Regions from separate parts of the Drosophila melanogaster genome. Here region 2 is linked to region 1. A link is a contact called in public Hi-C data. All regions are on one chromosome and are shown on one strand. The core of a region is the stretch at or near the end of the contact, and the rest is flanking DNA. Distances in the headings are between cores, read along the strand shown.

Region 1 (4,702 bases), core at 1,116-3,615:
TAGACACAGCCTACCAATGCCACCATAAATTACTCGAATTCCAAACGAATTATAATGTAATGATGCCCTACATTCTGGATGGTCTTCAAATTGTAAATAATCACAAGGAACGGGAATTTCTCCATATCTTGATATCCATGTAGTTAGGTTGTACGACACAAAGCCCTCTTACTTGACACCTTTGCCAGATAAGAAAAACTAATAAACCAATCGTGTGAAAAGTAAAGCTTCATTTTTCCTATAAAACTGAATAAAAGAAGTGTTTGAAATATTTTTCATAACACGTCGCTTTCAAGTCTCAAATTTATTGTTTACAAATTTAAAGAACCGTGAAGGTAACACTTTTAAAATGAATTTTCACTAGCACAGCAGATCAGCATAATCACTTGACTGAGGGAGCCACTTGTTGGGATGTTGGGAGTGGAAATTACGAGATTTTCGACTTTTCGATTCATGAAAACGTGAAGGTTGCGAAATTGGTGCGGCGCGTAGGTAAATATGAGTAATAAGACCCTAATACACACATATGTATGTACATATGTATAAGGCATGAAAAGAAGTCGAAACGGGTTAGCGAGCACAGGCCATGTGAATCACTGAGTGCTTTCAACTTTAATGTTTATTCAGAAGCAATGTCTGAGAACTCTTCTTAGCTTTTCTGGATTCTCACTCCAAAAATCAGTCCACAAAGTCACACCATTACGAGCACTAACTCCAATTTTTACATAGCAGTGCAGCATTTACATACATACATAGGCGATGCATATGTACATAGCACATCGGTGTACAAAGATAACATGTGTCTCTTTTTCGTGGGCCTAATTTTCCGATAAGGTAAGTAAACAAACACACGCACACACATCACTCCGAATCGCCGTGATAAACTTCGTGCACCTGGCACTGGGTATTTTATTGGCTTAAAACACAGAAATGCACAATTCTCGGTTGATATATCTTTTTGGAAAATGTTTGGTCCACATACAAACGCACTCAGGTACATATGTGTGTATACCTTTGTAATTTAGAGTGGATCCCACAACTTGTCTGGAACTATCTAATATTCGGTGTTTTCGCTGGTTGCTCGGTAACTTCGGGGGCGATCACTTTCATCGGTTTGTATTTTCATTCATCTCTGATTTCCGGAACTCTAGACGCGGATTACACACTCACATTAATTGGCAGCTGCATGTACATATGCACCACTAACTACGATCGCCGATAACTCCGCCCGCTATTGCTCTCTCTTGAAAATGCTAAAATCGATTGCAAGAATCGAATATTGCGAGACTCGATGACAGCACCGATAGTGCGTAGCCGATAATTTCCAGATCGATTATACTGCTAAGCGCGAATTGACACGAATTTAAGCGAGGCCTTTGTCTAATAAATACAAAATTTTCGAACAATACAAAAAAATCGCTTTAATAACCTTTCAACAAGTGGTCAAAACCAATTGTCAAGACTAATTAAATGTTTAAATTATTTGTATGTTCGCCAATAAAAATAAATTCTGAAACAAAATAATTTCCTTCACGAATAACTCTTTATCTTACGTTTTAAAGGGCTGCATTTAAGATAACAACAAAATTTGTAATATGGAGATATTATAAAAAATAATATTTTGGTTTTTGTCGAGTGCAATTTTAAAGAAAGCACTTAACTAATTAAAATGAAGTCCTATTTATTTGGTTCGCCTACAATATTGTTGTTGCTTTGGTTTCTTCTAAAGGAACATATCAAACTGATATGTGAAAAAAGTCTTTAAACTGTATCAAAATTTGGAAACAGCTTTATTTAAATGCTATAGTTTTCATTAAAAACATGGATCCCTGGCAATATATTTGGGTGTCAATTAAGGTTGATGCCCCCTAAAAATATCACAAATCACTAGGACGTATACAAGGAATGGAACCCTTTGGTTTCCCATAATCCTCATTGCAATGGCTTCGCAATTCAAGAAATGTAGCCCAGACCATCGCAGAAGTTTCCTGTGCGGAGGTGTATGTTGTGGTTTATTCCACTGATTTTTGGTTGGATATATTTGGTTTCTCATTATCTGTATCACCACAGGGGGTTATGCAACCCCAATTCACTGTTACACTTATATGTAAAGCAATATTATCGTGGACTATTGGTCAACTCGGACGTATTTGTGGCACACAACACGAATACGTACATATTTCTGCATTTTACAGATAAACATCACTTGCACTGGAAATGCGTATGGGCGCAGATACATTTATCGACTCGCGTATCGTCGCCTAAGCTCGAGTCATATTAACGGAACAACGCGACTTTCGATTGAAACATACTTTCCCTTCTCATTCAATTGCTACCGACGACGCACACCGTTTACTGCGATTTAAAGCAACTTAAACCGCAGTCAATGAGAACAGAAATTCAACTGATTCGACTTTTCGTTTCGAGGTCCTAACGAGTTGGGCCATGTCCTGCGCTTGCAACCTCCAGCTGCAACCTCCAACAGCAACTTCGAGCTCATCCGGACCAGCTTGAGCATGGAGCACCCCTATTTCCCCTTCTGTTATTGAGTCCTTTGACCCTCTCTGGTAAAAATATCCCAGCTTTATTGCGGAGAACATGCATATGTCTGACTTGTTACATGTTTTAGACAAATGTATTTGTTATTGCTAAATATTTTGTGAGGCTAGGAAAATGCTCCACTTCACTGTTAGATGCAATTTGTTGCCTTCTGCAGATTTTTATGTTTTATTTTTTTTTTTTCTATTATGTATTATTATTACTATTTATCAAAATATATTTATATTTTATAGAAACTTGGGCAATTTAATACGGCATTCCTGCGATAAAATCGATTTTATCAAACGCGCCATCTGGTGGGATTTTCATGTAAATTTCCCTCGACCGTAAAATAACAAAGTCGGTATTATTACGATAAAAAAAATACCAAGCGAAGCTAGATTTTACTTGCAAATACAGCATACAGCATTTATAGGACCTTCAAGCCTGTTATCCACTCTTTGGTCGACACTAAAACTTAACATTCTACAATAATTAGGCTGAAAATGAACAGGTAGAAATTATTTTACAACTTTTATTTCCGTGACAATGTTATTTGACAAGCCATTATACTTGGCTCACGGCATTGGTCTGATTAGCATTTTGCACGACTTCAGGGGATATCTATTACCAACATTCCAATTACCCCACCAAATGCCATCGGTCGTGTCCAACTCAACTTTGGAATTCCGATATTTTCCGTTCAAGTTACTGAAAAAGAATTATTTTTCAAAATCATTAAACAAAAACAAGTTCATACATACCAGTTCATTGTACCCCACCATTTCGATGATTCCATTGCAAACGGATTTCCAACAATAATATGGTTTATATGACTGCGAAATGCGTCGCCAGCATTTCCTGAGTATTCGCCAAGGGAAAGCAGTTTGTATTTCTGTTTTTCATCGCCAATAACAAAATTATCATATCTTGCATAAGCACTAGCATTGTCGAAATCGACGAGCTGGATATATAGTTCCATTCGTCGATGTGTCGTCATTTTATGCAATTTTTGTAGGCCAAGCCAGAACTCGCCACCCAAATCCCCACAGCCCGTTATTATATTTGATTCAGTGGCGTTATCGAAACTGCCATCGATTCTACGCTGGATTATCATCCAACCACGACCGGCAGAAGGAATATCCTCGAAAACTGAGGCAAAGGGTTCGAAATCAGGTAGTGTCACCAATTTAATTGAAGGCAACTTGGAAGAGCCCAGTAATACGAATTCATCGTGGTCCTTATTATTAACGTTATACTCAGACAATATCTCTGTCATTTTCACTATCTTTTCGTCCTTCGCCTTTACTGCACCTTCCAATTGCACAATTTTTAGCTTCGACTCGTCAATTTTGAATTCTAGTCTGGCGATTTCCGCCTCTTTTGAGTTCAAAATTTTCTCGATTTCAACAATCTGATCATTCCCCTCTCGAAATTTTCCATTTTCCATATTTAACTCCTTTCGTTCTTTCACAACTTTATCATGCGCTGGAGCACAATTTCCTCCATCGTTCTTCTTAATTGTAATCCTACTCAAGTCGAGATCACTTTGCAAGTCCATAATTTGAGTTTGTAACTTCTGTATGGTCATTTCTTTTGTTTGCGTTACTAAGTCAATCGACAATTGCAGGGTCTTAATAAAATCATCCTTATCCTTGATGCAGTTTTCAAGTATACTGCCCTTCTCCTGTTGGGCCTTCAGATTTATTTCAGCCTCCGCCAACTTTCGGGTGAGTTCCGATATTTTCCTCTCATCTTTTTTCTTATGTTTCAGCATTCCCCGTGCACTTGTGCCCACAAATTCCATTTCCGAATCACTGCTGCTCTGAAAAACGAAAGAGTATACAATATTCGCTGAGAACTATGTGCATGAATTCATGATTACGATCACTATCGGATCTGACTGAGTCTATTCAAAGACACTAGAATCGGAATTTGGGGAAGTACATATAAAGCGAAAAGTTTTTATCAAAGACATTAGAATAATAAAGACATTAGACATTATTATTTTAGTGTCTTTGATTTTTATTTTACTTGTGAATTTATATCAATACACCAAAAGAATTTTCAAATTTCTCACACGTTCTTCTCTATCTATGTAAGTAACGAGAATCGAGAAAAATCTTATTGCTCACCGAATTGTTCTCAGTGCTGGAATCTGGAG
Region 2 (4,702 bases), core at 1,174-3,673, 1.5 Mb before region 1:
CCAGTTCCCACTCCAGTATGTCTCCGAGCAGTACATTCAGAACTTCAAGTCCTCGCCGCGCTTCAATGGCAATGTGATCATGAAGGACACCAAGCCAGTGTACGCACCCATCCAACAGCATGCGATTCCCGTCCAGGCCTCCCAGTACCTGCACTATCCCAAGCTCTTCGGACAGCAGGGATCTCCCAGTTTCAGTGTTGTCCCTACCCAGCAAACTGCTCTCCAAAACAGCCAGTTTCCCCAGGATCCAAATAGCTACTCTGTCTACGAGGATACCGATATACCTGCGAAGCAGGCGGTAAACTTTCGCCAGGCAGTGCCACCACCAAAGGAGTCCAGGGAGGCGCAGGACTACCTGCAATTCATGAGCACCAACGAGTACTTCCTGCCCAAGAGGGATCCTGACTTCAAGAAACTGGACGCCGAGCGGGACCAGCAGAAGCTGCTCCACCAATATCCACAGCAATACAGACAGCAGCAGCAGCAGCAACTGTATCAGCAACAACAGCAGCAGCATCAGCAACCGCAGCACCAGCAGCCGCAGCAGCAACAAGCGCTGCAGCAACATGTTCCCTACAAAACTGCTGGCCTAGACAACTCAGTCTCCTCCAGTTACAATGAGCCCATACAAGTGTCCGACTTGTTCTACCAGCAAGATCCCGCTCCTGCGAATTCCGCAGTGGTTCGCGGCAGTTACCAGGCAGGTCAGGATGTCTTCGTTGTCAAGTCCGACGGCAACAAAGCCGTTAAGCATGTGGTCTCTACTCCCATGGCGGTCCAGACCACCACTCAATCGCCGTCGAAGAGCCAGCACCTCGCCAAGACCCACAAGAGCTTTACCCCGGAGCCTCTGCGATTCGAGTTCACCGAGCAAGATGCCATAAGGGGATCGATGAAGTACACCCAAGCCCCGCAAGCCAATCAGTACTACTACGAAACCGTGGCCCAAGCTCCCCGCGAGCCCGCGAAATCTCCTGCCCCGAAGATTGAACTCAGCAAGCCCATTAAGGAATACACCGATGACCCAGAGGATAGTTCCGACACTGAAAGTGGAAAGCAGGTTGGTTCTGTTTCTCAATAAATGTGAAAACCGCAAGTAGCTTATATAAGCTAGCATATTTGTTGGCCAAAAAGTGGCCACAAAAACAAGCACTTCCAACCTTTAAGGCATTTTATAATGATTTTTACGCGATTTAGTGAGTACTTAATTTCGATCAAATCGTTTACGGGTTTAAAATAGTACTCTTCTTTGAAAAAATAAACTTAAAAAAATAGTTGATTCTATCAACTCAAGCTACAAAAATTATACGACTCATCAAATACCAGTAACAGTTTTTCCTAATAAGATCAAATTCTTTTTGCTGTGAATTTAGCTCTTACATTTTTAATTTTAAATTTGCCCATTTCAGCAAGATATTCCAAAGGTGCCCACTGTGACGAGTTCAGCTACTCCTGACGATCCAAAGGACACGGAAAACTACTGCGAGAAGATATGTGCTAATGTGTACGATGAAAACGATGAAATAATCTGTGGATCCGACGGATACATGTACACGGGCGAAACCCAACTGCAGTGCTATTCGTCATGCCTCAATATAAGTAAGAGTTTCATACCCAATATATGTATTGTCTGTATATATTTTAAACCAACATGTTCTATTCCAGGTGTGACGATTAAGAGTAAAGGATCTTGCTCTTAAACTAAAATAAAATAAAAAACTGTTTTAATTTAATTTATTCTAGCGATTACAAAATATGCAAATTTAGTGGAAATGGTAAAATGTAGGGTTTTGTAAAAAGTGATTTTGATTTGTTGTTCACGTATAAAAATATCGTGCACTTATAGCTTTCCTATTCATTAAAGTGATAACTTATAAACTATTAGTGCATGTATATTTAAGTTCTACAATATATTTGTATGTATCTCAAAAATCATTCAGAGAAGTTAGTTATAATAAATAAATTAACGAATTGCAAGAAAACATTATCGAAAATCATATTTATATATATAAAATAAGAGACTATCTGGGCTTTTTGCCTTAGGGGCAAAACAAAAGAGACAGGAGCATCTTCTTGCTGAATAAGGGAAACCTGTATAAGGGTTTGGAATTTATTAAGACTTTGTTAGGTGTGGTTTTTACAGCTGTAATCTGTTTGTAATCTGTTTCATTATGGCAGGCAAAATGAAATTTAAAAAAGTGGCTTAATGCTTAAAGGTTATACAGTATTCTTAACAATGTTATAACTCGTTCGAAGAGTAACGGTCTACTGTTCAAGTTAACAGAGGCCAGGTAACATCTCTGCTAATGCGTAACATATATATTAGGCAAGCTGGTAGCTTGGGTGGCATCACCGCCGATAACACTTGTGTAACAATATGCGCTATCGATAGATCACGAACACAAGTAAACCCAGTTGCTTTGTAAAATTTTTTGTGAAAGTAAAGGGAACTTCTGGCGAAATAACTTCAATTTTCCGCTGACTCTCGCACGCGTTCAATCCAATTGACCCCCCTTGTGGAGGTGACACTATCTCCCGAAAGACTTACCAATCCCCCGTGCCGTAATATGAAAGCTTGCTAGCTCGAATTGCCTTTGAACACCACAATCACAAATTGAAATCCTCGATGCGAACGATCCGACAGTCGCAGTGCGAGCCCTAGACCCCGTCCCGGTCGTAAATCCCCAACTCGAGCACGATCCCGTCGAGCGAAGGACTTCCGGAAGGAGCGGCGTGGAAACATGACATCATAGTCGCTGCATATGCTTCCTGTCCCGAATCAAATGTACATAAATATGTATGTATAGCCAGCGTACCGCACATACGCACATATCCCTCGCGACAGAACAGAACAGAGTAGAGTGGAACGGCAGAGCCAGTGACGAACGTAGTGCAATCGAAACTAGTGATTCATGGAAAGCGCACACCTCGGCCTCCTGGAGACGGCGCCACTACCTCCTCCACCCAGCTGTAAGCGATATTTCAGACGTCGGCACCAAGCAACGAACATAAGTGGGTGTGGGAATGGTCACCTTTCCCTGCTCCTGCCCCTGCCCATGTCTCTGCCCCAGTCCAAGCCAGTTCCTCCTGTCAATAGTGCCGGAATTTAACCTTTGCTCCATTCCTCCATGCCTTCATGTACTCATTCACCGCCTTGCCTCTCGCTTCAGATTAAACGTGGTGGTCTGCTGCTAAAAATCTTGCAAAATTGGACAAACCCTCTGCGACTTCGTACGACAACAAGAGGTCGTACCTGCGAACCGTGCTCGGAAGGGAAGCGCCATCAGCGAAGATGGTACTACCTCCTGCACCACGCAACCTCAAAGGTGAGTTGGAGTCATTGCCAAAACATTTAGGGAATATCTCTATTTATTTAAATATTGTTTTTATTTAAATCAGGGCACATAACAAAAAATGATTGAAGTAACAATCGTTGTTTCATATATGCCTAAATAACGTAAAAGCTGGTTTAAAATATCCTTGTATGTAGTGTGTTAAACTGACCAAGTATCCTACAAAGGATTTGTTTCCCTAGGATACTAATTTTTAAATATGCTTCAACTGGAATTGTTACTTCAACGTCTCTGTTTTAAGCAAAACTTACTAGATAAACAACACGTAAACTGAAACCGTTTTTTCGTTTATCGAATGTTTATAAAATGTTCTTGGAAGGAAGTTTACTGAGAACTGTGGAAAACTCGACTGTTGTACCTGTGAGTCTATAGAATCTAATCAACTACTTCTATCATTCTTTTAGGAATACCTCAATTTCTAGCGAGGAGCAAACTGTGCAGGGAGCTAATATACAAAAGTCGGGACACCGTTCGTTTAATAGATCTGCCTCCTCTAGGCAAAAGCCGAACCCGACATCAAAACTAAAAGACACACTAAACAGAAAGCCCACTTGCAAGCAGGGCACACTTTCTGCACACACGAGCACTAGCAGCACCACTTCAATCCAGTCATCACCTATCGAGCCAGCTTCTTCTCTACCCACGCTGAACACCACGCCTACACCACCAGCTGCCAGCAAAAGTAACCTATTTGTGCGGGTGCTAAGACGCTTTTCAAATAACACCCTTCCCGGCAAAACGGCGTCAAGCCCGAAAAACGTGGACGACGTACCGAAAGTCAACGATAACAACAACGGCGATTTAGGCAAACAGCAATCAACCGATGTAGAGGTGCTTTGCTCTCAGGACAACCAGAGCAGGGAACAGAATGAGGACGAAATGGATAGCAAAATAGAACCTGCAGATGCCATAAGCAACCAGAAAGCTGGTCTTACTTCGGGCAAACCTAAAAAAGACAAGTCAGTCAAGGGGACGTCGCAAGCGGTTGTTTCAGACACCAAGAAAATGGAGGCCAGAAAGTCCTCCTCGGACACGGTGATCGAGCCATTGATCAAGCAGCAGGCGCCACTGCACTCGTCAAAGACCACGCCAACGACTTTGACGGCGAACTTCGTGCAAAACATTCGATTCGTCCGTAAAAATGTGGAACAGTCAGGCAGGAACACCAATCCACTGCAGTTCGTTGAACTCGAGACAGAGTTTCCTCGTGACTATGACGACAACATCGAGATGCTTTCCCGCGAGGCGGAGCATCTGGAGGAGCAGTTCCGCACGCCTACGCGCTCCAATGCTACGGATGCCACTTCCCACCATGTGGCCGGAATCATCGACAACATTATAACCGAAGC

The links. Hi-C and Micro-C count contacts between places; a contact is called where the count stands out from the background.
Region 2: a Hi-C map of the Kc167 cell line shows a contact between it and region 1, with 3 times the contacts expected there. A contact is called at or near these places in 18 of 107 Hi-C or Micro-C datasets (the D17-c3 cell line, the Kc167 cell line, the ML-DmBG3-c2 cell line and 6 more) and 1 of 7 datasets of targeted methods (the Kc167 cell line).

The regions. Positions count from the first base shown.
Region 1 is chr3L:20,002,964-20,007,665 of dm6, reverse strand. kug (kugelei) reads right to left here and starts at 2,365. Exons shown (of 21, transcript NM_001300197.1): 1 at 2,177-2,365. It overlaps CG7668, which reads right to left. Exons shown (of 3, transcript NM_168830.2): 1 at 4,674-4,702; 2 at 3,303-4,363; 3 at 2,832-3,249. The coding sequence ends at 3,117.
Region 2 is chr3L:21,552,649-21,557,350 of dm6, reverse strand. Wnk (Wnk kinase) reads left to right here and starts at 2,423. Exons shown (of 12, transcript NM_001275243.3): 1 at 2,423-2,970; 2 at 3,171-3,326; 3 at 3,758-4,702. The coding sequence starts at 3,208. CG7173 reads left to right here. Exons shown (of 3, transcript NM_141073.4): 1 at 1-1,060; 2 at 1,410-1,599; 3 at 1,666-1,978. The coding sequence ends at 1,700.